Linked DNA regions of Oryzias latipes: region 2 is linked to region 1. A link is a contact called in public Hi-C data. All regions are on one chromosome and are shown on one strand. The core of a region is the stretch at or near the end of the contact, and the rest is flanking DNA. Distances in the headings are between cores, read along the strand shown. Region 1 has its middle 29 kb from the start of LOC100049521. Region 2 has its middle 15 kb from the start of LOC101161079.

Region 1 (2,996 bases), core at 15-2,514:
AAATAAATTTAAAAGATGACCAAAGCGGGTCTTTATGCTACTTTATTTCAATCAGATATATGTAGGTATTTAATGTTTTGCTTTTTTAAATGAAATTTCTTTAGTCTTGTTGGGGATTATAAACTATTTCTTAGTTTAATTTATGCAAACCGAGCAAAAATTAACACACACAGCAACAGTTAAATGAAGTAAACATGAAAATTAGACACAAATTATGTAAAAAACAAAGAAACACAAATAATGAGGTTGTTTTTATACTTTATTTTAACACCAAGTTTTAGGTGTTGTACTCCTTTGTTATTTTAAATCACTTGCACATATTGACACTTTTTTCCCTTATATATATATTTTTAGTCTTTTTCTAGTTTTAGCCAAAACATCAAATGTTTCCCTTGAGTAAGTGGTTCGTACTATCTCCAACCAATCCAGGAGGGTCCACTCTCTAGACCATTTGTTGGTCACAGCCTTTTTTGCTGATTAAAAGTAGAACCTTTGTTTGGTATTCATCCAATTTCAAAACATTGTCTTCTGTTTTATCCTCCCAGTTACATAACCAAACTTGATGAAGGTGATTTCCCAGAAGACCCTTTACTGTATTTTCTACTACATTCAAAGAAGAATGTATTTTAGGACATGGCTAATAGATAGGTGGTTCGAAATAAAACTTTAAGTTTGATTTGATTGATAGCTCACTACTGAACAGTCTCATTTAAGATTCATGAAAAAGAGACATGTAATTTGATTTCAGCTTTAATAAATTTTTATATTCAACCTACAAAATCTCCAACCTAATTGTTTTTTCATATTTCTATCATAAGGGAAGCATTTTTGTTTTGTTTTTCTGTAATAAAATCCAACAACTTTCTTATGATTTGTTTTTTTTGGGCGGAGAACTGCTCTGCTGAATCCCCGTTAGGGCTGTGCGCCTTTGCCAGAGCTTCAACGAAAGCTAAGTCTGGACATCTCACTCAGTTCTGGGATTTGTCGTGTCATAGTTCCTGAAAAAATCTGAACGTCTTGGTGAATTTTTGGGGCAAACACAATCATAAAGCCAGGTTGTAGGTTTGTAACTGGCCGTGGTGTCGGACACCAAAATCCATCTCAGTCATTTACCGTCACTGCTCTGTAGAACTCTCCTGGCCTTTCTGCAGTCGCTGTGAGGTTCTGTGCTGAGCGTGGAAATAAGAGGCAGGTGTTCAGGGCCGTCCAGCTGAAGTCTCCTGAGAGGGGCTGGGGGTCAGAGAGGTCAGAGGTCAGTGCGCACGTGTGCAACTCTGCGCACTCGAGAGGGTTCTGGTATAAAGGTGGACATTAGTGGGTTTGTGTGCATCTATGCGCGTCCTGTGCGTTTAGGGGACGTTTTGTCATCAGGACGTACAGCTGCAGAGCGGATGATTGGTCCCACGGGAGGAAAAACAGAGGCTTTTTGTTTTGTCTCAAACACACACACACACACTCACCGTGCCGTTGTGGTTTAAAAACACACAAAAGCTTTCACTGCAAAGTGGAGTCCCAGCATCCTTTCAATGACAGGAAGTGGTAAGTAATTGTCCACCTGGACACAACCCACTATGGCCCCCAAACTGTCCAACTCCAACCTTTTGTTGGATTAACTTTAGCTTTTTTGTATTACAAAAATCTGTAAATATGCATTTTGATTTCAAAGGTCACACAATGTCTTTACAATGCAATAAAAAATTTTTTTTTATTGCTGATGAGAAATCACTTTGTACTATATGGACAAATAGTGGATTTTGGAGAAAAACAATTAAAGTTAAATTAAGTAAATTAAATAAAGAATTAAAAAGGGGTTAAAAATCTAAAGTAGAAATTCTTTTTGCAGCACCATTGCAACTACTGCTTTTTGGGTAGACACAGAAACACAGAAACAAAAGAAATCAATCAGTTCATCACACGACAGCCAAAACACCGGTTAGCAAACTACCCTCAAAGCATGATCATTTGGGTGTAACGATTATCGACAGTGAATTGTATCAACAGCCAAATACTGCATTGTAATGTTAATTGAATTGTTGTTAAAACGAACTGTTACACCCCTGATGATAATCATTTCAATCTGCAGGAAAGAATTGCAGCACAAAGTAAATGAAACGACATATTGGCTCCAACTTCATTCATTTGCCTTCACGCTGCTCAAACAGAGACGGTTACTCACGTCAATAAAAAGGACTTGAGACTTTACATGCAGATACTTGGGACTTGTCAGGATTGAAAGTAGGGATTTAAGTGAGACTGTGAACCACGTTCATTGTGTTTTACCACCTTCAGGAAATTCTCTCATTCATTTCATGACTTGATACGTGTCAGGTCCATCCATCTTCTAAACCCATTTTTGTCCCTTTCAGGGTCACGTGGCTGCTGGAGCCTAACCTGGCAACTCGCGGTCAAATGCAAGGGACACCCTGGACAGCTCACTAGTCTGACGCAGGGTCACAATCACACACCCATATACACACACGCATTCACATCTCGGGCACCTATTAACCTATAAAACATGTTTTTGAGCGGTTGGAGGAAGCCGGAGATCCCAGAAAAACAGGCATGCACTGGGAGAACATGCAAAATCCACACAGAAAGGTCCCCCAATAGTGATTCTGTTTCAGGTCCCCCCAGTCGGGACTTGAACCGGGGCCTTCTTACTATGAGGCAAGAGCGCTAACCAACATTGAAATATCTGTACTATTTTCGTGATTGACGTCCAAACTGGTTATTTTATTGTGACAGTAGAAAACTGACTTCAAAATACGGCCAATGAATTATGGCCAAAGACTTGTAAAATGCAGGTTGTGTGTATCTTAGAGGGATTTGAGGTCACTTTCAAAGTTGCTTTACTCCTCTAAAATCTCAGCAAAGAGTTGTGGACTTGGACTTGGACTTGAGACTTCAGCTATGTTCAGATCGAACTTGATTTGCGTGTCAGGGGCATCAAGTTTCAACGCTGCTGTCTGGCAGCAGCACGTTGCATGGCATCGCAG
Region 2 (3,104 bases), core at 545-3,044, 45 kb after region 1:
AATGATGATATTTACATGAAATCAGACATGAGGAGAGTGGACAGGAGATGGAAAACATAAAATCAGACAGCCGTGGATGTGTGCTCCTCTTTCACAGCAATTGTCCGTAAACTCCTCTGTTATTCCTTTGGATTATTTTTTATACTGTAAATAAAAACATTCAGTGTTGGAAATATTGAAGTATTCTCCAAGAATAAGTATTCTTTCGAGGTGAACCGTTTGCTTTCTGCCTAAAAATCACATTTTTTAGATTGTAAACCTGCGGATTATCACCTAAATATCTGCTTTCTCTGCTCCATTTTATGCTGTTTTAACTTTTTGCCTTCATGAAGACACAAACTCCTACCACACCGCATCAAGACGGATTAAAATACCTTGGACTTGGACTTGTTATTGCAGTTTTCAAGAAATTTTGATGGAAATTGTCTAAATTGTATTTGCAACACAGTGCTGCTGGTTTTGGGATTCATCATGCTTGTCAAATTTAAATGGCGTAAAACCTTTAAAGACCCCCTCCAGTCATCTTTTGAGCTCTTTTCAACAACAATTTAAATAAATAAATATTCAGAAATGCACATTTTAGCTTCAATATCTTAATATATGTCATTCATCATTTAAAAAAAAGCCCAAAGTTGATGTTAAAATGGCAAAAACATTAGTTTTTCTTGTATTGGGTCTTTAAAGGAGAATTAGTGAAGAGGCCAGTGAAGACAGGAGCTGTGCGTCTCCATGTGTCTGTCAAAGACAAAGATGTCACGTTGTCAGACCCAACAAAGCATCGCATGCAGAGCTGATCTCCGGGAGACAGAAATGCTGTCACAAATGGAAGGAGGTGAAGGAGGTCTGAAGGTGAAGCTCCATCACCTCCTCCTCCTTTGAAGAGGTAACCATGGAAACTGGATCTTTAGCTCAACCAGAAGCAGACGTTTGGGGATTTCGGACTTTATCATAATGTACAAACGTTTTGAAGACTCAGAATCTACCTTGAATTTACTGTTTTCCCTGAAACAAGAGTACTTTTAGAAGATTGTAAATCCACGAGTGATATTTAAAATACTGGGAATTGTAAAACAGTTTTATTAAAACTTTCAAACTCACTGTAAAAATAAAAAAGGTTCAGAGAATTTTTGGGAGAATTAGGAAATCTGGAAAACCACTGTGAGTAAAAAATGTACAAATTAACAATAATTATCTAAAATCTCATTATGTTTATTTAGTTTTTTGTTAATTTAGTTTTAGAGAGCGCAACTCTGTTAAATTAAGCTTTTTGGTGATGAAGTTGAGTCTTTTGTGGGGGGGTTTCACAATTTCATGTGTAGTTTTTTCTCAGATTTTATAGAAAAAATGCTTAAACAAATCACTTATTCAGACACAGTTGAGGATTAGCATCAACCTAAAACTGTTGGTGTAGAGTCTGCTTTTATCCAAACCCTCCATTTCTGTACAAATGCTTTTCTTCATCTCACATGTCAGAAACTTCACTGAAATCTTTATATATTCTGGACATTCACTTTTCTCCAAACAGGTTGGATGATGTCTGGATTCAAATTTCCTCAGTGTCCAGTTTTGTCCTTAACGCAGTCCAGGGTCCGGTCTTGATTGGACCAGTCCGTCTCCTTTTACCGCTCCACGGGGGCGACATTACGGACCAGTGGGGGTGTCTTTTGAAAGCTTTGAGAGAGAAAAAGGGGGTAGATGATTTGGCATTAGGTCATCTCCAACCCCTCCTGCTCCGCGTCTGAGGGTCTGACAGGTCTCATCATGGAGGGGACCTGCCGGGCAGATTGACAACTCAATGAGGCGACCAGCGCCGCGCTTTTACAAGCACCATTTCACGGCCTCTGCCTTTGTATGACAAACCCAATATACCCTCAGCTACCATCCCCAAGCTCACATTTTTTCTTTCTTTTCTTTCTTTGCAGGACCCCTCCCTACCACTGTCCTGTCTGTGTGCTGCTTGAGTTTGAAGGTTTTTAAAGTTCCTGTTCTTCTTCTGAAATAGCCAGAAAGCTTCTTAGTGCTTGAACTCAAAAGGCTTTAGTCGTATTCTTTAAATCTAAAAAACTCAAATAGGTTGCTGGAATGCTTCAGTATTGCTGCACATTTTATTTTTGTTTTTGCACACTAAAAAGTGCAGAGGGATTGCAAAATGAGTGTTTAATAACCTGCAGAGCCACAATTTGTTTTAAAATGGAAATTTAAGACAATGTATTTCGAAGGTTTCCTTTAAAATCCTACAATAATCTTTGCTGAAGACGAGCAAGAGTGTCTAAAAATGATAATACTGTATTTGTCAGATACCAAGCTGAGACGAAAGAAGAAGTCCAGAGATGGAGGGAAAATAAATTCCCTCCCTATCATTTCATAGGGACGGAATGAAGAAGGGAGGGAAAGTGGGAGGCTTGGACGGGTGGAGATACCGTTACGCTTTGCTGCTTCTCAATTGAAGTCTCTGCACCAGCCACAAAACCTGGCTCGCTCCGTATACCTCATGTTTGCATGTGAAAGCCCGGCTCCATTGTTGGGGCCTAACTGCACATTTAACCTGTCTGGAATGAAAGAAAGGGGGGATATTTTCCTGCCTGTCCCTCCCCTCAGCCTTTTTTCTCTCGTCTTAACAAACCAATTAGCTGGACATTTCAGCCAAAGAGGGCTTCTTTAAAAACATGTGTTAAATTAGGAATAATCAGCTTCACTGATGTTTCATCCTCAGCCAGAACGGAGAGAAAAAAAGTAGAACTTTTTCCAGCTTTTATGTTAGTTTGAGATCTAAATTTGTACTTTTGAGGTGTTTGAAGCTGAACCTTACACAAATATTTACTAGAAAAAGAAATAAACCCCCCCTAAGAAAACCAAAATGTTCAGCTAGGAATGAAATAATCTTGTTGCTGAATTCAGCAAGTTAAAGTTTAAAAGTAAATAAATGAGAGAACACCGAATGTTTTTCCTCATAAGTTGATAATAATAGTCTTTTTCAGCAGAGGGTTTAAAAACAGCTCCTCCTGTGTCGGAGTCGCGGTGATGGCAGGTTTTGATGCGGCCAGCGTCCACAGGGCCGCCGCTCACGCTGGGACACTGAGTGGGGATCGGTTTTTCTGCCAGAG

The links. A called contact is a pair of places that touch in the nucleus more often than the background predicts.
Region 2: a Hi-C map of embryo shows a contact between it and region 1, with 1.7 times the contacts expected there. The contact joins two enhancer-like sites. A contact is called at or near these places in 2 of 5 Hi-C or Micro-C datasets (embryo and gastrula embryo).

Annotation. Positions count from the first base shown.
Region 1 is chr14:24,496,972-24,499,967 of ASM223467v1, forward strand. No RefSeq gene overlaps it. Among protein-coding and RNA genes, the nearest start is that of LOC100049521, 29 kb to the left of the region's middle. Within about 2 kb of position 1,265, at least 3 of the 8 cell types and tissues checked have an H3K27ac peak or open chromatin away from gene starts, as enhancers often do. A contact at or near this core is called in embryo, where this site is marked.
Region 2 is chr14:24,541,592-24,544,695 of ASM223467v1, forward strand. No RefSeq gene overlaps it. Among protein-coding and RNA genes, the nearest start is that of LOC101161079, 15 kb to the right of the region's middle. Within about 2 kb of position 1,795, at least 1 of the 8 cell types and tissues checked has an H3K27ac peak or open chromatin away from gene starts, as enhancers often do. A contact at or near this core is called in embryo, where this site is marked.